Linked DNA regions of Mus musculus: all the other regions are linked to region 1. A link is a contact called in public promoter capture Hi-C data. All regions are on one chromosome and are shown on one strand. Each heading gives the region's core, a stretch centred on a gene start, on an enhancer-like site or on the middle of the called end of the contact. The rest is flanking DNA. Distances are from core to core; before and after follow the strand shown.

Evidence for each region. Promoter capture Hi-C pulls out the DNA fragments that hold promoters and counts their contacts.
Region 2: a contact with region 1 is called in a promoter capture Hi-C map of hippocampal neurons, with 2.6 times the contacts expected there. The contact joins the promoter of Apol8 here to the promoter of Csf2rb in region 1. A contact is called at or near these places in 5 of 39 promoter capture datasets (the 3T3-L1 cell line, embryonic stem cells, hippocampal neurons and 2 more).
Region 3: a contact with region 1 is called in a promoter capture Hi-C map of hippocampal neurons, with 2.7 times the contacts expected there. The contact joins the promoter of Sh3bp1 here to the promoter of Csf2rb in region 1. A contact is called at or near these places in 3 of 39 promoter capture datasets (hippocampal neurons, liver and neutrophils) and 1 of 115 datasets of contacts at active chromatin or transcription factors (microglia).
Region 4: a contact with region 1 is called in a promoter capture Hi-C map of hippocampal neurons, with 3 times the contacts expected there. The contact joins the promoter of Lgals2 here to the promoter of Csf2rb in region 1. A contact is called at or near these places in 3 of 39 promoter capture datasets (the SN4741 cell line, hippocampal neurons and liver) and 1 of 115 datasets of contacts at active chromatin or transcription factors (large pre-B cells).

The regions. Positions count from the first base shown.
Region 1 is chr15:78,323,263-78,328,903 of GRCm38.p6, forward strand. Csf2rb (colony stimulating factor 2 receptor, beta, low-affinity (granulocyte-macrophage)) reads left to right here and starts at 2,728. Exons shown (of 14, transcript NM_007780.4): 1 at 2,728-2,836.
Region 2 is chr15:77,752,975-77,758,615 of GRCm38.p6, forward strand. It overlaps Apol8 (apolipoprotein L 8), which reads right to left and starts at 2,299. Exons shown (of 4, transcript NM_001081970.2): 1 at 2,214-2,299; 2 at 270-334. The coding sequence starts at 300.
Region 3 is chr15:78,896,405-78,902,045 of GRCm38.p6, forward strand. Sh3bp1 (SH3-domain binding protein 1) reads left to right here and starts at 3,364. Exons shown (of 18, transcript NM_001316684.1): 1 at 3,364-3,557; 2 at 4,742-4,784; 3 at 4,995-5,099. The coding sequence starts at 3,499.
Region 4 is chr15:78,853,300-78,858,940 of GRCm38.p6, forward strand. It overlaps Lgals2 (lectin, galactose-binding, soluble 2), which reads right to left and starts at 2,230. Exons shown (of 4, transcript NM_025622.3): 1 at 2,173-2,230. The coding sequence starts at 2,178.

The sequences.
Region 1 (5,641 bases), core at 1,478-3,977:
CAAGTCCTCACTTGAGACTGCTTTCTTAGGAGACTCTAGGCTGGTCGAGTTGCTAGTTAAGCTGACTAAGACGTGAGGGAATATATGGAAACATATTTAAAACTTCACTTGTATAAATTATGGTAGAGTTAATATGTATATCTATTGCTTTGAGACAGGTACTGTTTCCAAGGCTCTAATTTCCAAAGCATAGGATACACTGCATAAATATGCCAGGGACTTCCAGTTTAAAAGGTGACCTGTAAACATTTGGATAGCTTAGTCATATCTTACCAATGTTGTTCTGTGGGAAGTCCTTCTTAATGGCCTTTTGGGCTGCTAACTAGCTGTGTTCATTTTCACTTTGAGTTGAGATCTGAAATCGAGTGAGAATGGCTCCCTTGGGGCAAGGGCACATTTATCTGGGGACAGTCTGTGTTAAGAAAGCAATGGGTATTATATAAAGTAAGTAGCAGGAGGTTGGTGACAAGGACCCTATTGAGCCCTAGTGTGACACTGATCCCAAAGAGTAGTAGGTTGTCCAACAAGACATGTTGTTCCTGCTGTATGATCTGAGGATCAAGGATTTCTTGTCAGTTTTACATGTCCGGGGTGTCCCGTGTAGGTGGGGATGGTGGACATGACCATTTATGCATTGATTTCAAGGGCTGTCTGGGTGATGTGTCAATTTCCTCAAACAGTAAGATATTTGGAGAAATGGTTATGCAATGTGTGAGGAGATACTAATCTCTCTGAATTTCAAGGCCACATAGGAGGGTGGATCCAGTTATCAGACAGAGACCACCTGCCTTGTGTTAGTATCCCCTGTTCCATGAGAGCCTCTCATAGGTACCACACAATTCATACTCTGTGTCGTTTGCTGCCATGACTATGGCATAGCTACTGCACGGGGAGAAAGGGTTGACTAAGTACCTAATGAACACCATTGTGAACCAAAACACCTGCCGTGTGCCCCATGGATTGCACCCCTCGCGACAAGTCAGCCACCGAACTTCTTGACTTTCGTTTTCTGTTGAATAAAAGAAAATATGAAGTAAAACAAACCCATTGGTGTCTGGACATGAGGATCTGCAGTGTTGTGGATTAGAGGTATACGATTCGGGCACACTGATCTCTGAGAATAGAATCAGTCCAGAGGTTGGTGGAAGGTTTCTGTTCATCTGGAACTAACTGCTGTCCCCCTGCCCAGGGGCCCTCTCCTACTGTCTGGTCTCCTATCTCTGTAGCTCTGTATTGGGAGATAAGAAATTACCAGTGTATCACTGAAGCTACTTTTAAAAAAAATCTGACATTTCAATGCTTGTATTTTTATGCTTATTTGAATTTATTTACTATATTAAAATATCACTCATTTCTATGAAAGGGTTTTGGTGTCCCTTTAAATTTTGCCCTGAGAGAATGGCTCACTCCCCTCCTCTTTTTTTTTTTTTCCATTTTTTATTAGGTATTTCGCTCATTTACATTTGCAATGCTATACCAAAAGTCCCCCATAGCCACCCACCCCCTCTCCCCTACCCACCCACTCCCCTTTTATGGCCCTGGCGTTCCCCTGTACTGGGGCATATAAAGTTTGCGTGTCCAATGGGCCTCTCTTTCGAGTGATGGCCGACTAGGCCATCTTTTGATGCATATGCAGCTAGAGTCAAGAGCTCCGGGGTACTGGTTAGTTCATAATGTTGTTCCACCTATAGGGTTGCAGATCCCTTTAGCTTTTTTGGTACTTTCTCTAGCTCCTTCATTGGGGGCCATGTGATCCATCCAATAGCCGACTGTGAGCATCCACTTCTATGTTTGCTAGGCCCAGGCATACTCTGACAAGAGACAGCTATATCAGGGTCCTTTCAGCATAATCTTGCTAGTGTATGCAATGGTGTCAGCATTTGGAAGCTGATTATGGGATGGATCCCCGGATATGCTAGTGTCTACATGGTCCATCCTTTTATCTCAGCTCCAAACTTTGTCTCTGTAACTCCTTCCAAGGGTGTTTTATTCCCACTTCTAAGGAGGGGCATAGTGGTCACACTTCAGTCTTCATTTTTCTTGTCACTCCCCTCCTCTTAACCCCAGCAGCCTCAAGTTATTCATTTGTTCATTCATTCATTCATTCATTCATTCACTTTATACCCAGTCATGTGTTCCTCCTCTGGGCCATGGCTGGGCACTGGGGGAGGGGAACAGACACAAAACATCACTTGCTCTGAAGACAAGATGGGAAGAAAACAGGGACTCTAGGGCAGGACAGAAAAGGGAAAGCCAAAGCTGACAGCCAGGGATCAAGACTGCTCCCACTGCCTACTGACTGTTGTCAACTTAGGTTTTCCATGTCAATGGCATACCCTCAAAACCTTTCTGGTTTGTAGGTCCTTCTAGAAAAATACCCCAAGGTGTCTCAAGACTTGAAGAGGCCACCTGTAGCTGATTTGCATAAGGCCACATGCTAAGAAGTGGTGCCCTCAAGGTCCTCCCCAGCTCTGCCTGGCTCTGGGCACATGCTTGCAGGGAGGTGGTTATTGCCCTCTGTGTCTGCTTCCTCCAGAGGAGTCAGGGAGGGGTGTGGAGGAGACCATTTCAGGCTGAGACCTGAAGGGCACATGAGAGCTGACTGGGAGATGGTGGGGAGCGAGCTACTCTGGCAGAACTAAATGTCGTGAGTATTATCAGAGGCTAATGTCCACAATTCTGAGAATCAGGCGAAGCTGCTTGCGAAAGGGCACTGGCAACTTCCTCAATCTGCTCTCTGTTTCCTCCAGATGGGGCACAGATAAATAGGAAGAGCCTGCAACTCACTGGCACTTGGAGGCTCCCGAAGGAGGCTGCCTGTCGCCCAAGCACAGAGGTAAGTGGCTGGCTTCCTGATGCAGAGCTGAGGGTGGGCGCAAAGCAGGGGCTGTGGGGGTCTCCAGGGTGGAAAAGGACAGGATAAGACAGGGCTGGGGTAGCGTATTCCTCAGACTTGATCTCTCTAGAAAGACTAGGTCTCAGACTCCAAGTCAGTGAGTGGAGGAGGGGCACCCCGGAGCATTGGAGCTGGGAACAAAGTTAGAACTCTGGAAGAGGTACGGTTAGGATACGCTCTGGGGCTGTGGGACTCCGGGAGGACACAGCTTTATCACTGGAGGTCTGGTGGCAGGGAGGACTCCCCTAAAGCTCTATATCGGGCTAAGCACTGTGTTCCTTCTAACTTTGCCATCCATATGTTACTTAATTCCCTGTCCTGAGCTTCAGGTCACACATCTGTGGGACAGGGTGAGTGGGAGACATGGCTTCCTCTGTTTCAACTAGAAATGGAGGACAGAGAGAGGAGAAAGAGAGGGGGTAGAGAAAATTTACCTACAAGGATGACGAAGTGTTGGGGACAGAACCAGAGATGTAGAACCTCCCTTGGTACTGGGTGTAATTTGACAATCTTACTTGGGAAGTGCCCAGAGATATACCAGATCATCCAGCTCTGTTTTTCTCTTTCTCTGTCTCTGTCTCTGTCTCTGTCTCTGTCTCTCTGACTATCTCTTTCTCTCTCTATGTGTGTGTCTGTTTCTGTCTCTCCAACTCTGTCTCTCTCTCTTTCTTTGTCTCTCTCTGTCACAAACACACACACACGCACACGCACACGCACACGCGCACACGCACACACACACACACACACACACACCATACTGTGCTCTGAAATCACCACAGATGATTTGGGTCCAGATGTGTCGCTTCTGTACCTAGTGTGCCGGAAGGTAGGTGTCTCATCACATAGCTAGGGACCAGTCGCTCTCAGACAGGGACACAGACAGCCCCTCTGCTGACAGAGACCACTGTCATGTCTCACAGATCATAAACTAACCTGTCCATATATCCCACATGCTGTATTCCAGAGGTCATGCATATGTGCGACAGAAATCTCTGTGATCTGTTAAGCAAAGAATTTGCCTGAGGTTCAGGCCCCTGCCTCTGCTCACGCCCAGCACATAGGGCCTTTGAACCTGATCTGGCAATGGAAGGAAAAGGCACCTCCACTCACTTCTTTGTAGTGCAGCGTCTCCCCTTTCTCTACCTCTTTTTCAAAAGCCCTTATTTTTTTTAATTTATTTATTTTATTATATGTAAGTACACTGTAGCTGTTTTCAGACACTCCAGAAGAGTGAGTCAGATCTCATTACAAATGGTTGTTAGCCACCATATGGTTGTGAGATTTGAACTCAAGACCTTCACAAAAGCAGTCAGTGTTCTTAACTGCTGAGCCATCTTGCCAGCCCTCTTGAAAAGCTTTAAAAGAAAACTCCTTCTCTGTCAGCATGTGTTGAAATGCCACTTCAGACTGTATCCCGCCATTGGCTCTAACAAACCTTTAGCTGGAACCTAATGTCTGTACTGGAACCAGAAGGCTGTCAATGAGGTTGTCCTATAAGGCTCCCCTTCACTTGCTCTGCTGTCTCTGACCCCTAGACCTCTCTCTTCCCCTGGTGAGAAGTCTTCTAGGATCTCCTGTCTGTCTATACCAGAAATCATAGTAAGCCACTTGTTGCATGGGCCTGGGACTGTCCCTTCACCCAGACCTGCTGAGTACACAGATACCTGTTCGCCATCTTGCTTCACTACTTCTGGTCTGGCCACACTTCAGGAAGGGACCTGAGTGCCACAGGGTGCTTGTCTCCCTTGCTGCCAGTCCTCTAGACAATGGTTCTCAACCTGTGGGTCGGGACCCCTTGGCAGTCTCCTGTCAGATGTCTAGCAGATCAGATATTTACATCACGACTCAGAACCACATGAAAATATTGAAGTAGCAATGAAATAATGTTAAGGTTGTGGGTCACCACAACATAAGGATCTGTTTTAAGGGGTCACAGCATTAGGAAGGTTGGGAGCCACTGGTCTAGACCCTCTTGACCAGGGTTCATGATGGCATTGCTCAGTTCCACGTGTCTAAGGCCTCTCCTCAGCTGCTTTCTGTGTGACCTCTAATGACCTCTATATGACCTCTACACACTTTGTCATGAACTTTTCTCTAGCAATTCCTCAAATCCTGAGCCTCTTTAGCAGCACTGACTACAAAGCAAGTAGCCCGGAAAAACAGCTTCTTCGATGTAAACATTCCTAGATTATGTCACACCATTCAAAGCAGGTGACCTGAGACCCCTTACACTTGGGCATCCTTCATCTTCCATAGCTGTCCCTTCTGTCAACATAGGACCCCATTCCAAATTATAAAAGGATCCATCCATTCTCAGGGCACCCTTCCTTTTCCTGGAAGAAGTTACCCACTGTGCCTCTGTCCATAGCACCTGCTCTTACTGAAATTCTCACAAATTTGATCTGGTCAATTCTTTCTCTACCAGGCCTTGAGCTATTCTCACCATAAGAGAGAATTACAGGGTGAGTGCCTGGGTGTAGTCAGGTACATGCTGCTGGAGTGTATGCATGGATGTGTGTCTCACATATGCATGTGTGTGCATGTGCTTGTGTGTGTGTGCGTGCACATGTACCTGCATGTGCCTGTGGCTCTTTCTGCACCCGGGATTGGCTTGTACCCTCACCATACAAGCTTCTAGGCCTGGCTATGGGTTTTCCCTCCTCAGAGGCCCTGCCAGAACATACTTGCATATTCACATTCTAGCTTAATTAATTCCTATCTGGTTTCTTTGTAGTTTCAGAGTGA
Region 2 (5,641 bases), core at 1,049-3,548, 570 kb before region 1:
TAACACCAAGCTAGAGTCAGCTTCCCAGGATGCCCTGGTCCCACCTAAGGAGGCGGGGTAGGGAGGAGGTGAGTCCGGGCTGTACTCCCCGAGGATAGAGCCAGGAATAGACACCCACCCCTGGAGAGCTGGTGTTGGGAGAATACCTATAGTCTCCCTTGAGTCTCCCCTTCTCTGTCCTCAATTTCTCTGCATGAGAAATGCAGAGAAGTGCAGTATGGAAGTCTGAGCCACAAGCAAGAAGACGCCAGGGGAGTACAAGTAACTACCTGGGGCATCCTCGCAGTCTGAAGGGTCCATGGTGTCAAGTGTGGGGGTCTCTGGTCCATCCAAGCTGCAAGAAGAAGACAAACTGTGCAACAAAGGGGGAATCACTACAGAGAAGGCAAACACCTAAGGGCTGTAGCCCACTGTTCCCTCCACAGTCTCTGCCACAGACCAGACGCTATCCAGAGTGTTTCTCTTCCCTGGACTCTGCAGAAACCTGGTAGCATCTGGTTCTAACTGTCCACCCCAAATCTCCCACTCCAGCCAAGGTGAAGGTGCCCTGTCCCACTGGAATCAGCTGATGGTGCGCTTGTAGGAAATAATTGACTTTGTATACAGAAGGCAAGAAGAGGAGGGATGCTCTGGCAGCCCTCTGAGGGTAGGAACACATGGGAACTGAGGGTGAGAGCTGGTGGTGACTGTCTGGGACACGCAGGGCTCCTTAGGCATCCACCACACGGTGACCCCATCTCAATGTAGAGGGAAGACCACGAGGCTAGCTAGCATCCCCAGTCTTCATACCAGCACGTGAACTCTGGCTATTCTGAGCCATGTCCCTCCCCCGCCCCTTGACTAAGCCTGGGTCCCTTAAACTCTAGCAGGCTATCCTCCTGTCCGTGTGCAGCTTCCCATCCACAGCAATGCCTGTGCCCTTCAGGGTACAAGTTCACCACTGCCCAGGGCTCGCTTTCTCTCTCTCTTTCTCTCTCTCTCTCTCTCTCTCTCTCTCTCTCTCTCTCTCTCTCTCTCTCTCTTTCTCTCTCTCTCTCTCTCCTTGCTTCTGCAGGGTCCTGAATCTAACCAGGGCTTAGAATCCTGCCACTTCCTGCCTTTGTTTCAGTACTTGCTCTGGGCTGCCCATCTGCCATCGCTAACCATGGAACCTCACGTCATAGCCAATCCTTTATGTAGACAGTAGTGCAAAGGACATTCTCCTTTAATAGAACTTTGTCTGCCTTTCAGATTACCTCTTCAAGATCTGTCTAGAGGTCTGGCAAAATGGTACAGTAGGTAAGGGTGCTTGTGGCTAAGGCTGATGGGCAGAGTTCAATCCCAGACCCTCATAATGGAAAGACAGAGCTCACTCCTGCAAGTTGTCCTCTGCCTTACACACACACACACACACACACACACACACACACACATTTGAAAAATAAGTCTAGGCTGCTGTGGTGGCACATGTCTTTATGCCAGCACTCTGGAAGCAGAGGCAAGTGGATCTCTGTAAATTTAAAGCCAGCCTGGTCAACAGATCAAATTCCTGGCCAGCCAGGGCTACACAGTGACACTCTATTTCTAAAAAATAAAAACAAAACAAATAAAAGAAAAAGAAAAAAGAAAAATACAAAAAAAAAAACCTTAAAATAACTAACTTACTTTGTAGGCAGAAAGCTAAAAGTAGTTCTGTCCCACTGGGATGGTGTGTGTGAGGGCACAGTAAGAATTGTTTCTGGTGGTATTTTCCAGGCACACAAAGGCCTGGCAGAAACAGCAAGAGGCCTGCAAATGTCCCCCAGTTCACCAGATGAGATGAAGTGGCCTTTACACGTGTGTCTGTCCCTTTTCTGTCTTCACTGTCATTTTTTATACTGCCCAGCTCTGCATGCACACAAGGTACACTGAGAAAAGTTTGGTCCAGCAACCCATTATAGGGTTAACTACCACAGGGTTAATTTAACCAAGACTTGCCTGGCTCCCCTCACCTCTATGGAGCTCTGTCAAGGCACCTACCACCTGCAAGAGCAACAAAGGGGAGCATGTCTCAATATCTTCTCAGATGGTTCATTAATATTCTTTCCTTTCATAAGCAGATAAAATCTTCTCCATTTTGTTATTGTTGTCATACTTGTGACTACTCACTCCCCACCCCCAGGCAAAGACGTTCATAGGCAAGGAAAAGTCCCCAGTCTCCATTCTTTGGCCCCTCAGGAAAGCCTTGCACTGACCTGGTCCTGTGCTGCAGCTGGGTGCTGATGTGGGCATGGTAGACCTCTTGATGGGGGCTGTGACTCAGTTTACAGAAAGGCTGTTCTGGGAAGGACTGCCCTGCCCTGCCCAGGCCTGCCCTGCCCTGCCCTGCCCTGCCCTGCCCTGCCCTGCCCTGCTCCTGGCTGGCTGTGCAGCCCTGATAGGAGCCCTCTTCTTCCCAGCTGGAACCCGAGCAGAGTTGCGCAAAGCAACCCTCCAACCCCATCCCTTCTGATGGTTTCAGGGCATCCTCAGAGCAGGGAGGGAGGGAGGGAGGGAGGGAGGGAGGGAGGGAGGGAAGACACCTTGCTCCTTCTAAGGGGTCCTTGATGATCTCTCAGGGTCAAGTTGAATCCCCTTTAGTCAGCACTCCAGGCCTCAAGCCCACTGCAGTCTCCCCCCTCCCAACCAGCCCCTGCTTCTATCATACATACACCTTCAAGTCTATCCTGCCTCAGTGACCATGACACCTCCGTGTCTTTGCTGTGGCTGACCCTGTAGTGAGACTTTCCCACTCCACAATGGGACACTCCTGTTCTTTCTGCCCCTTCATCTTCCCACAGTGGCTGTGGCACCTGGCTCCCACTGTAGAGACTCTAACCCCACCCCACAGGTGGGCAGTGGCCTTGGGGGGGTCAACAGCACAGGTGATGTATCCATCGGTTGAAAACACAGGTTCCTGGTGGGCAGAGTGGAGACCCATGCTGGCCCATTTACTCTGAGACTGAAGCACTAAGTGGGACCTTAAAAGGCCACATTGGTGGCACAAACCTAGAATCTCAGCACTCAGGAAGAAGCTTAGATGAAAAGATGATAGGTTTAGAGCCAGACCTGGCTATATGGGGAGACTAGAATTTCTACGGAATTAGCCTGTGCGTTTCTGCACACTCAGAGTCTCTCTCTCTCACACCCAATGGTCTACTCAGTGATCTTAGGATTGCAGAGCTGGTATTGCTCTGGGGATGGTGTTTGGCAATGTGCCCCTCTTAGTCCCCACACCTTGTGTCCTTGCCTATCCAGACACCCAGGACAGCTCCTGCTTTCTGCCTTCATCCCTCACATACTGATAACAGGAGTCAGGGGAGATGTGAGCCTGTGATCCAGCTGACTAGTCTGCCCTTGGCAAATCACCCCACTACTGACTGGGCCCTCAGTTTCCTCGCCCCCCATAGGCCCTGAAACAGAGTGATGCCCAAAAGGACAATTGGATGAGAGCTTTTGGGCTGTCCACATCTTTAGGAGCCAGATTTAGTCCCTGTCAGACAACCAGGGAGGCAGAGCCAAGATTCAAACTAAGATAAACATTCTGACATGTGGCACTCATAATCCCCCTTTTTGCTTCTGGTAATTTTGGGATCATTTTTTTTCTATAATTTCCCTTCCATCAAGTTTTCACACACACACACCCCTTACCTGGTACCAATACCAGGATTGATATTAATATTAACTCAACAGCCAAACAAAAGTACTTCAAGGTGCAGAACCAGGTAAATTCCCCTATGAGCCAGAGAGCAGTAACGGAGACCTTCTAATCAGAGCATGGAATAGACCAGAACATGGTCTCTCCAACAGTCTTGGATGGAACCCCCTGGATAGGACTCACTTGGCAGGTTAGGGCATAGAGATCTTGAACCCTAGAAACTCCTCAGCATCTGAAAATCTGCTACTCAATAGCTCAGCTTGACTGGTGGCATCCGAAGCAAGTGTCCCAGGATGTCCTGCTTGACATCTCAGCCTAATCTTTGGCAACGACGGCCACGGGGATCCTAACGCAAAGGAAACAACCCTGAAACTGGGGAGCAAGTCAGGCAGGGTACAGCACCATCTAGTGGATGGTGGAGGGATCAGCAGCCAAAGCATCGGGCCACCATGATCACTCCCATCCCAGCACTCACTGGTGCAGACAAGCTACGTTTTAAATGCTTGTCTGGATGCTACACTGGCTGTCCCAAGACAGGCACCCTCCTCTCGGAGAATGCAGAAGGGGACAGGGACCTGCCAACTGAGCACTGGGCACGGGGCTTCTAATGTACTTAAATGGTCACCCCAGACTAACCTGTCAGGACTGCAAAACACGGGAGAAAAAAAAAACATCTCCCTCATTGATAGCACTGCATGACAGCCTGGGAGTGAGAAGGGCGACCACTGCTCCCAGCCACCACAGCCTGGCCACCAGCCTCATTCAGAGAACTGTCCTGTCTTTGCTCAGATGGGATGTCATGTCTCCAAATGTGATGTGTCAGCTTCGGGATTTAGAATGAATGTAAAAATGACAGGATCTAAATCACAATTATTGGACTTTTGCAATGACACACAAGTAGCACTGCCCTCGGCTTGATGCACATATAATGGTCAGGAGCATCAGACACACCGGCTGGGTGAACACAGCAGCTCTGGGATTCTGATTTCAGACAGGCAAGTTAGCAACCCAAGAGGCTGGAGTTTGCCTCCAGACTGTCTAGCGCTGAGGATGAGAGGGGTGCTGGAGAGAGGATCCAGGCTCAAGTTCGGCAGACTCTCAAATAGGAGGGAAGAGGGGCTGGGGAGCCACCCCACTAGACAGCTCTGCAACACACTCCTTAGTCACTGAAGAAGGCTGGCTGATGTCACTGTCATGGCACAGCATGGCCTTGAAATTCATAGCACCTAGCTGCTATAACCAGAATGGAGGCCACAGTACGGTGTTGGCAGAGCCCGTAAACCAAGAATCTGGGATTACTTGTGTGGGCCTTAAATCCAATGCCAAGTGTCCTTCTATTATGTATACAGCCTTCTACCTGAATGTATGCCTGCAGGCCAGAAGAGGGCACCAAATCCCATTACAGATGATTGTGAGCCACCATGTGGTTGCTGGGAATTGAACTCAGGACCTCTTGAAGAGCAGTCAGTTCTCTTAACCTCTGAGCCATCTATCTCTCCAGCCCATAAAACATCTTTATCCTTAAAAATATTTTAAAGATGGGGGAAGCAGGCCACATGAAGACAAAGCAGATACTGGGGTGGTGCTGGTCCAAGCCATGGGATACATGGACCCACCAGATTCTCTCGGAGAAAACACCTCAGCTTTGAACTTGAGAGTAGCTCTCTGTTGTAGGCTATCTGGCATGTGGTAAGCTACAGTAACCCTAGGAAAGGCAGAACCAATAGAGGCTGGTCTAGAAAGTAGGGTTTGCCACTCGTTTTATTCAGGAGGGGAATGAAGCATCCATGAGGTTAGAGCAAAGATTGCCATCTCCATCCTCCTGACTGGACACCCCTGCAGGTCCCGCACCAGGCTCTGGGAGCCTGGCATGCACCTGAATCCTCTGGAGGACTGATGGCATCCTGTGTCCAGATTCTCTGAGGCAGCAGGTCTGCAGTGGTTATAAGATTGGACTCTCAGAGGGCCAGAGCGATGAATCAGAGC
Region 3 (5,641 bases), core at 2,114-4,613, 570 kb after region 1:
GCGTCTCAACTGGTAGGATGAAGCCAACAACCTCCACCCTAGCCTGCCTATGGCTGCCCTGACCACATCCGCTCAAGTCTCATTAGCAGATGCCACCCAGACTGTCATTGGGATTGCAGGCCAATCTGTGTGGAGACCGGTCAGTCCCTCAGCGGCCATCGTGAAGGCAGAGCAAAGGCCAGCCTTGAAGGAGTTTCCAGGCAATGCCATGTACACAGCAGAAAGACAGCAGTAACGGCTCTTAGGAGTTAGGTCTGCTCTGACCTGGCCCCTACCACACATCTGTGCACATCTGGGCCAAGAGCCAGGGTCTGCACATCTGCCAAATGGAGGCATAGATACCCACCTTAGGGAAGGATGACCCACGGGACCCACCAGTAAATTCTACTGTCCTAAGGCAGCCATACATATTACAAGGGCACTAAGGCAGGGGTAGTCAAGGCTCTTCTCTCCCAAACTTTTGGTGTTTGAATAAGAACAGCAGACAACACCAGGCACTTTTCTAAGAATTTTACATGCTAATTCATGTAATCCAATTAAGCCTGTAGCTTGTGGCTGAGGGGTGAGCGATCTTATCTAAGGTCATTCAGTTTGTGTGCAGAGACACCCCCCACCCCCCACCCCCAAGCCAAATGGCTGTTCTTTGGGGAATGTAGGGAATCACAGATCTGATATCCTCTAAGTCAGTCCCAACAGACTTAGTACTGAGCTACTTAGCCCCAGAGGGCTGAGCCATGCGATAGATAAGGTGAACCTGGGTGATACTCCAGCCCGGGCAACCAACTATTAGTTTAGGGAAGGGCCCAGGGAGAGGTTGGCTCTGAGTGACCTCTGAGATACTTCTGTGCAGTTCTAAAGTCCATGATCCTTCGAGCAAGCACTTCTCGGTTGCATATGCCTGTAATATCTACTACTGGAGAGGCAAGAGTGTCACAAGTTCGAGACCAGTTGGGCACAATTATGGTGGAAGGAGAGAACCGACTCCCAGGTATTGTCCTCCGGCTGCCCGGAGAACAGGGGCTGGTGGCAGAGCGCTTGGCAAGCAAGCATGCACAAAGCCCTGGATTCATCTCTAGTACATGACCAAAAGACACATCCCCACCAAGAGAGCCTGACCCAGCCATGACCCCAGCATTTACTAAGCAAAAACTTGGGATTACAACATCTTTTGAAGGAATAGCGTATGGTTCAAGCTTCAGGGCTTTCCACCTTCAATGATTCAACACCAAGGTCACCCAGCCTGGAAGTATAGCAGCTTTATCTGGTCAGATCCAGAAGGCCCCAGGTCTGGCTGCAGGAACAGCAAGAGCCAAGACAGGAGGAAGGGGCGGGGCAAGAGCTTGGATGGGTTGATAATACACTCTAGTCATTTCTTAACAAAAAAACAAAAAAGAAACCTGCTATTTCAGCCAAGGGAGCTGTCCCCTCCCCAGGCTAGTTAGGGCTAGGCCGGGACAAGCCAAGAAGGCGTAGGGTATAAGCCAGGACTGCCTTGAAGTACCTTTCAGACCAACCCTGGACATGAAGGCAGAAGCACCGTAGAGATCAGAGACTTCCCTGGAGGCATGAAGGTGCTAGCCTGGAGCGGGAATCGTCCTAAGGCTCATCCGGTAGAATGTACCCACTGCCAAATCAGGGAAAACTGAAACGCAAAAATGTTCTGGGTAGGACCGGGAGGATGGAGAAAAAAAGGGCCAGGACTAGAAGCAAGATGTTGTCTTACCCATTAGGAGGCCAGGTCTATACCACTCTAGTATCTCCCCAAGGCTGACACCTCTCTAGAATCTTTTTTTTTTTTTAAAGATTTTTATTTATTTACTAAGTATACAGTGTTCTGCCTGTATGCATGCCTGCAGGCCAGAAGGGAACACCAGATCCCATTACAGATGGTTGGGAGCCACCATGTGGTTGCTGGGAGTTGAACTCAGGACCACTGAAGAGCAGTCAGTGCTCTTAACTGCTGCGCCATCTCTCCAGCCCCCTCTTTAGAATCTTTTGCCATCTCTTCTCCAAACACTGGGCAGCAGCCTTCCTTCCCATCGGAAAAAGAAAGACAAGGAAGCTGCTCTGCCTTCTCAACTCCCCATCAGAGAGCCAGGATTCCACTGATGAGAGGCTGTGGCTGTTCCTGGCCAGTATGTTCTGGCTGCAGCAGCTGCTGGGACCCCTCTGGGCTCCTCCCACACTCGATAGGACTTCTTAAATGGGGAAAGCGGCTGAGTGAACACCATGTGCCAGACCTGTGCTGGGTACACAGAGATGTCTGGAGCAAAGGGAAGTCTTTGAGGAGCACACCAACTCTCTACCCCCACACAGTAGGTGCTCAAGTGGTATGGCTCTGAACTGAAACTAAGAGAGCAAAGCTTGGTGTGGTGCACAGGGCTTCCTGTAGTCACCCTTCCCCCTCCCAAGCCTGAAGGGTGCATACTGAAGTCAGCTTGCAGTTGCCCACCGGCTCTCTTGCTCTGTAGCTATGAACACCTATTGTATGCTCAGGCTGGTGTTCAGCGGAACATTTCAAAGAGAAAATCGGGTTTGGGGGTTCAGAGCAGCACCCATACATATCAAGGCCTGACAAGAAGGAAGGGCAGGCGCCTGGGACATTTGCTAAAAGAAATGAGAAAGAGTTTTACAAATAGGGGAAGCGGTCAAAGCTTGGGACTCTTTAAAGTGTAGAGTGACAGGACCTCAAGGGCTGACGAGCAGACCAAGCAGACCAGGGTATCTTGTTTACCCTGTGGCATAGACTGGACAAGGACAGTTGTCCTACCAAGCTACTATACACAATGAATGCAGAATTTTGGGGACTGATCCAAGGACATTAGTATCTGGTAGTCCCAGGTACCCCAAGTTCTGAGCCAGTGGTCCAGCAGGCAAGGGGGATGGTCAGGGAATAGTATGGTGGAGAAGAAGTCCCCAGGCAGCATCCCCTAGTGACTGGCCTGCACAGGTCCTGAAGGCCTGTCCCTTCTAGGCAGCCTTCCTTTCCCTCTAAGAGAGCAAAGGTTGTTTATACCCAGGGCGGTGATGGCAGGAGCAGCTTACCTGCTTCCCGCCACCCGCCGCGGTGACAGGACAGGCTGCGGGAAGGAAGAGCCCGCACTCAACTGCGGACCTCAGAGAGACAGACCGACGGACACTCGGCAGGCGGGTCGGACAACCCGGGGGTCGTTGAGGCCCGGAAGCAGAGAGAGAGAGAGAGAGAGAGAGAGAGAGAGAGAGAGAGAGAGAGAGAGAGAGAGAGAGAGACTCCAAACTTGAGAGAGAGAGAGACTCCAAACTTGGAGAAAGGAGTGACCTGGGGGCCGGGGGCGGAGTCGTGAGCGGGGGAGGAGAGCGCCCGCGCCAGCGCCAGCACCAGCCAGAGGAGCGCGCCGGCCCAGGAAGCCAGAGCGCCGCCCACCCATCCGGGGCGAAGCGCGCGGGGAAGCAGGCTGGGCCGGGGGCTGCCAGCCTCAACCCCCAAGGTGACTCCTCGGCCCCCTGCCCGGACCCAAGATGATGAAGAGGCAGTTGCACCGCATGCGGCAGCTGGCCCACACGGGCAGCTCGGGACGGTGAGTGTCACCCGCTTCTAGCCGTGCTATCGTTTCGCAGGACCTGAGCGAGCGCAGGAGAGTGGGGAACTGGTCACAGAGGTCGAAGATATCTAGGCAGCGGCCCTCTGGCATGCCAGAGCCCTGACCTCGTTTCCTGGGGTCTGAAGTCACTGTGGTCGCACAAGCATAGCTGGCTTTTGCGGGCGGTGGAGGGGGAGCGGGGGAAGGCACCTCCATTCCCGGTTGGAGAGGCTGCTGCAGAGAGCAGAATGCGTCCTGAGCCAAGACGCTGCCTGGAACCTCATTTGTCCCCTCCGGACAATGGGAACAGTTAGCCACCTCTAACTGGAGGGAAGGGGAGGAACGGAGCCGATCGGGGGCCCCAGACCCTGGGGGAAGGGACTGGCAGTGTTCTGGCCTGGGGAGGAGGGGCCTGCTCTGCTCTGGGTGTCCGTCCCCTCCCCCAACCCAGGGGCCTCCTGCCATTTGGTCCTGCTTCTGCTTTTCGTAGGCTCAGGTAGAGACACCCCTTGGTCTCCTCGGTTCCCAGCCCCAAAACTATGGGAGCGGAAGTTTGGGGAGTTTCTCGGAGCCTTTCTTTCTGTCCCTCTTCCCCAGCCTGGGAGTTCCCCATTCTTTGGGCCCAGAGAGGTGACCGTGTATCCAGAAACTTGATCCAGACCTTGCAGTGACACAAACACTTATATGTACCTACGAAGCCAAGCCACTCTGCCCTGAACCCATGTCCCTATGTATCCTTGGGCAGAGTCCCCAGACCTGCCCACAGCTGCAGTCCAATGTCGTATGCCTGTGGGCCTGGCCACCCCGGAGACCAGCTTCCACACTTCCCGTTCTGGGGGCCAGCTTAGGCCTCCTCTTTCCGGGCCAGGCAAACTATTTAGGGGGATGGGGAGATGAGAAACTTTTCCTCTGTCCCGAAGTTGGGCCCTGGGTAGCTCCCTCCTGCTTTTTTCGGTGTCATGGGTCCACCCTCTCCCAGGACACAGCCCTGGGTGGAGGAGGAAGCAGGCATGCATCCTCTTAACTACCATGGAATGTGCTCCAGCTACGATGTGGACGGGCCACCCAGGCTTGGTGGGTCCTGGAAGCATCTTGGGTTCAGGTTCCATGTGCAGGGGTTAGAGGGAGGCAGTGGGTTCCCTAACCCAGACTGACTCATCCAAAGCCCCCTTCCCCCACAGCACCCCGGAGACTGCCGAGTTTTTGGGTGAGGACCTGCTGCAGGTACGTGCCTGGGCCTGGGCGGGCTGGGCTGGGAGGCAGGCCCATGCAGGCTGTCAGTATAGAGGCTGGCAGGCGGGGACAGCAGTCAAGGGCCTGGTTGTGTCATTCCCTGCTGGCCAGGGAAGGCCCAGGAGGGAAGAGAAAAGTGATTCTTGTTCTAGGGGAGACACAGTATACAGTCCTCACACGCCCCGCCCCTGTACCTCCCAGGTAGAGCAACGGCTGGAGCCAGCTAAACGAGCAGCCCACAATGTTCACAAACGGCTGCAGGCCTGTCTGCAGGGCCAAAGCGGGGCTGACATGGACAAGCGGGTGGTAAGTGGGGTCTCTGGGAGGAGAGACCTGTGTGGTGAAGGATGGGGTGGGAATGACCCCCCCCTGGGTGGGCTGCAGCTTCTGAGCTTTGCTCTGAGCTAGTAGGCCCCCAAGCGGTCTAGGTGGGCGGAACACCTTGGGAGCTGAATGGAGGAGGATGCTCTGTTACTCAACTGGGCGGCTATTGACTCCTGCTACTCTGTTGCTAAGACGGCTTGCTGATGCATTGTCTCCCCACTGCTGGCAACAGCCCCTTGTACAGTCTACTGGTGTATAATGGGAAACCGGGACCTAAATTTACTAGCCCAAGATCACCCAGGTAACGAGTGACAAAAGTGGACCCGGGGGTCCCTGTGATTGTAAATGCAGGAAGTATGCGGATGGTTCAAACATTCACCTGGCTGGAGCTGGAGGGTCCGCTCAGCATAGCACTTGCTCTTACACAGACCTGGCTTCGGTTCCTACCACCCACACACTTCACCACTCTCAGTCCCAGGGCACCTTCTTCAGTCCGCTGAGGGCACCTAGCATATACCACCCAC
Region 4 (5,641 bases), core at 980-3,479, 530 kb after region 1:
TAGGGTACAAGGAAGGCCAGGGTTGGGGGTACGTTTGTATAAATAGGGGTGCTGGGACTTGACAGCATGTACAGACCCTGAGCCTTGTCCCGACTCAAGAAAGCCTAAGACCAGAGAGATGGAAGGCAAAGGCAGGTGGGACATGGGCAATTCTTAGGTGGTGGGGCTGGTAAGGGTGCGTCAGACCAAATCCAAGCTCTACCTCTAGCTGGCCACGTGACTTGGGGCCAGCCTCACCCCATTGGGCCTGGGTTTCCCACTAGTGCTATGAAGTGGTTATCTGGAAGGAGAAAGAAAAAAAGGAAAAGAGCTGAGGTGGCCAAAATAGAGAAGGCCAAGGGTGTGTCTGGGCCACAAAGAGCTTCCTGCGAGACAGAGGCAAGGATTCCACTCTCCCTTTCTACAATGACACCCAGTCACATGGACATCCCGCACACTACCTACACTGGCTTGGGTAGTGCCATTACATACACACACACACACACCTCTGTGTGCAGGTAAAACATATATAATATATATGTACATATACATATATAATATATATGTATATATATATATATAATATATATATATACACACACACATACATACATGGGCACAGAACACAGAAACACCTCCCCAAAAGGAAGGCTATATGCAGAGGGGGCAAGACCTGTAGTTACAAAGCTTCCAGAGAAGGTACCTATGGGTGCCAGGCACCCACAGGAAATTGGAGTGGATAAATAAGCTGCCTCCCTAGAGCCTTCAGGGAGTGCCAGGCCCTGCCCAGACTTGGCCCGGACCATGAGAAAAATCGCTATGGTGGGGAGCCCCCTATTTTGAAGTGGTTTGTTCCAACAGTCCTAGGGAATAAACCTATCATCTAGTCCCCAGAGAGTGTCATGTGGTCCCATCTCATACACATCAGGGAGAACCAGCTGCCCGAGAGAGGGACATCAACTTGTCCAAAGTCACACCAGAAACTTCACAGGAGCCAGATCGGAACACAGGCTCTCGAGAGTGTGCCAATACTCTTGCAATATGTAGATATTAGCCACCTATGGTTTCATCTTGAGCCTCAGTTTCCCTCCCTCCATACTTCTCTCCCTCCCTTCTTCCTTTTCTCTTTCTCTCTTTTTTCTTTCTTTCTCTCTCTCTCTCTCTTTCCTTCCTTCCTTCCTTCCTTCCTTCCTTTTCTTCCATTCTCTCTCTCTCTCTCTCTCTCTCTCTCTCTCTCTCTCTCTCTCTCTCTCTCAACAGGATCTCAGTATGTAGCTGGAACTCATTATATACACCAGGCTGGCCTCAAACTCAGAAATCCCCCTGCCTCTGGCCTTTGAATCCTGGGCTTGCCAGTTGCGCCGTCACATCCAGTTTATGCAGTGCTGGAGATCAAACCCTGGGCTATATGCATGGTGGACAAGCACTTTACCCACTCAGCTTGTTCCATGCAGTTCCTCTGGAAGCGTGATATTTTCTGGTGCTGGAGTTCCAACCCAGGGCCTTGCACTGGCTAAATCACCGCACATGCTATATCGTTGGTCTGGGCCCTTCCCCCAGCCCCTGCCCTACAACTCTCATCTTTATGAGACTCAGTAGAGGTCGGCAGTAATAATTAATACGACTGTTGCTGTCCTCAAAGAGGGAAAGGAAAGTTCTGGCCCTGAACTTGGTGGTGACAGAGAGACAGACAGCTTCAATGCTAAGGGTTTGAGAGATTATCCACCAGTTTTCTTCTTTTAGTTTTAGAGACAGGGTCTCTCTACATAGCTCTGGCTATCCTGGAGCTCACTCTCTATAGACCAGGCTGGTCTTGAACTCAGAGATCCTCCTGCCTCTGTCTCCCTAGTGCTGGGATTAAAGGCATGTGTCACCAGCTTGGCAACCCAGCTTTCTTTTTGGTTCTCCGGGAGAAACTGACACAAAGAGAAGGGTGGCAATAATGGACCCCAGAAGCCGGGTGGTGGTGGCACTTGGGAGGCAGAGGCAGGTGGATTTCTGAGTTCAAGGCCAGCCTGGTCTAAAAAATGAGTTCCAGGACAGCCAGGGCTACACAGAGAAACCTTGTCTTGAAAAAACAAACAAACAAACAAATAAATAAACAAACAATGGACCCCAGAACCCCCCAACCCACACACTCTAGCAAAGACACATGAGCAGAAGGAAGTGGGTGCAGAGGGCCAGCATCCTCACCGACATGGTGACAGCTCCTGGCCACAGCTCTCCCAGTTGCTCCTAGAGGTTTGTGCTCAAGGTATCCCCTCTTGGTCAGGCTTATAATCCCAGAGTATTACACATTAACCACCCCGAGGCCATAAATAAGGACTTTGGACCTTTATCTCCTAATATCACCCGGTCTGTATATGCAGGCACTCACTCAACAAACAGGAAGATGGCTCCTCACTCACTCTGACTCGATCGTGAGCATCCCTCTGGCCCCGCTTCTGGCAATTCCTACCAGCCTCCGTGGTCAGTACTCCACAAAGCCCAAGGGAGGATGCCCTAGTGCCACCCCCACACAAACCACAAACACCCCGATCTTGGCAGGCCATCCAACCTCTTTGCTGAGCCCAGCTCCTACAACCACAAAAAGACAGGCTGGCTCTGTTAAAAGATGTCCAAGCTTCTAATTTTCAGTGTGTCTGTGAGTCATTCAAAGACTTTTTTCTCCCTTCTCTCATCCATGCTTTTTCTGATTATACATATAATTTGTTTCTTTTTTTTTCTTCTTGTGAAACAGAGTCTGACCATTTAGCCCAGGTTAGCCTTGGACTCTCTATTCTCACACTTCTGCCCCAAGTGCTGGGATTACAGGCAGGAAACACTATATCTGGCTGCACACATTTTGCTTCAAAAGTGGTAGATTCACATCTAGGGCCAGTGAGATGGCTCGACGGATAAAGGTGCCTGCTGCCAAGCCTAACCACCGGGGTTTGCTTCCCGGAGCTCACATGATGGAAGGAAAGAACCAACTCTTGCAAGGTGTCCCCTCTGACCTCCACACATGGACCATGGCACATGTGCACACACAAATAAGTATAACTGAAGTGCTTAAAAACGGGCGGAAGAAGATGCCAAAAGTCAACTATTCTGCGAGGGCTGGGTGGTTCAGTGGTGTGCTGTATCCTCAGGATGCATGCCCTGTGGCTTCCATCCCTGGCACCATGCACAAAAGAGCTTGGTTCTGCTGGGACACAGACCAAACGTGCAGGAGGGAACCCAAGGGTTCGGGACACTGGGGGTTTCTGTCCTTCGCCCTTTATGCCTATGAATTTTGTGGTAGTTGGGGTCCATATACACAATTAGATACTGTCAAGAGGAAGAAACCTGACGTAGTTCCTCTGCTGGGAGGGAACCTGTGCTGCCCGTCCTTCCAGTGGGTTTGTACCACAGACAGGTCTCTACAGTTGTTTATCCTACTTCATTTGGGAACACTGAGGCTCACAGATCTGCACTTCAGAATCAGATGTCGCTGGCTGTGAAACACTCCAGCTCTCCAAGGCTTAGTTTATAGAAGCCATGTCCTACCTCTGAGCACTACTTCATCTTAGTCTGCCCCATTAAAAAACGCTACTCCCAGGCTGGAGAGATGGCTCAGTGGTTAAGAGCACTGACTGCTCTTCCAGAGGTCCTGAGTTCAATTCCCAGCAACCACATGGTGGCTCACAACTATCTGTAATGGGATCTGATGCCTTCTTCTGGTGTGTCTGAAGACAGCTACAGTGTACTCATATACATAAAATAAATAAATAAATCTTCTAAAAAGAAAAACGCTACTCCCTCAGCACCCCCAACAAGCTCCCCAGTGCACATTCCCAGAAACAGAACTTTGCCAGAGCTCTGGACTGGCAAGCCATGGAGGCTTCCATCCGAGTTGGCAGTAACCGCGCTGGGCAGGGCACTGGGAGACCAGCCCTGCCTAGTCCCATGGGGTGCCAGGAGCCGGTGGGTGGCTCACTGCCCAGTGCTCCCATCAGACACCACCTCCGGTGCCAGGCCAAGAGGGGAGTGGTTTATTTCCTTATTTTACCCACGAGGAAATGGATTGCTTCTCAGCCCTTCTCCTGGGAGCCAAAGGAGCTAAGACATTTGAAAGTGCAGTAGAAAGTGGACCTGGTTCACCTCTGATGATGGCATTAAGTCCCACACACCACAGAAGCTTTGGCAAGTGCTCAGAAAAAGAACAGAAATCTCATGTCTCATGTCATGTCACCTTCACAGCTAGAGCGACATGACAAGCCATAAGTCTGTGTGTCTTTCAAGCTGCATTTTATGGTTTGCTTGCTTATGATACATGGTGTCTCTCTAACCCAGGTTGGCCTAGAATTCACTAGTTACCTCAGGCTGGCCTGAGCTTATCCTCTGCCTCAGGCTCAGTCATGCAGGTGCCAGGGATTTGAACTCGGATCCTCATGTTCTCAGAGCAAGTGCTCTTACACACTGAGCCGTCTCCCCCCAGAGGGCTCCAGCCCCTCCCTACATGCACACTTTTGTAAGATCAACTTCACTCACATCACCGGACTTGTGATTTGCTTCTGACGGGAAGAGTTATTTATATAGCAGTGATGGGCTGTCCCAGCCAAGGCTAGTGCTGGGGTCTGAACGTTTGCCCCAAAGCTCAGCTCATGGTGAATTCATTGTCTTCAGCCGAGCACAGTGGTGCCGACCTGTTAGCCTAGGCTTGAGAGGATCAAGAGTTCAAAGTCATCTTTGGCTACATGGTAGATGGAGGCCAGCCTGGGCTGCTGGAGACTTAATGTCAGAAAAATAAATGCCACTGGGTCACATGGTGAGGCTCGGCCTTGAAGAGACAATTAGGCCACCTAATCACCTAGTAGATCAATGCCAGAATGGGCTCCTAATAAAAGCATGGGCTGGGCCCAACTTCCCCCCTGCCTGCCATATGTCCTCTTGTTCTCAGCTATGACACAGCACAAGGACCCTAGCCTGGTGCGGTGGCACGGTGGCATCCTCATGGACTTCCTAGCCTCTGGGTCACAGAGAGTAAACATCTCTTGTTAATACTGTTTGGTATGAGATATGCTGATATAGCAGCAAAAAAGTGGATTAAGACAGGAATATTACCAAAGGCCCATTCTCCCTGTCCTTATTCTGGTATAAGCAGCACAGCCCTGTTGTAAGAAAAGGCTTGTGTGCCAAAGAACTTAAGTCTCCATCCGCACAGCCGCAAGCCACATGGGCACTCTTGCCCTTGGGTCTGACCCCACTTTGGCCAGCTCAATGCAGCCTGGTAAGAGACCTGAGCCAGAGGCACAGCAGGCTTATCAGCCCCCTTCTAGGATTCTTACCGAAACTGTGAGTTGGGTTTTTTTTTTTTTTTTTTTTTTTTTGAGACAGGGTGTCTTTACATAGCTCTGACTTTCCTGGAACTCAATATGTAGTCTAGGCTGGCCTCAAACTCATAGAGATCTGCTTGTCTCTGCCCCTCCTCCCCCCGCCCCCAATTCTAAAATTAAAGGCTTGCGGCCACAACGCCAGGCGGGAAATCTTTTATCTTAAATCTCTACACTTGGATAGCCTCATTTCCCAGAACTAGGTAAATACACTGTCTTTCCGCATCTAAAGCTGGGGAGAGAAACCCTGCTCTGGGGGCAGAAGGACCCTCTGCCCGGGCTCATTCTCACAGAGCTGTGTACTGAGT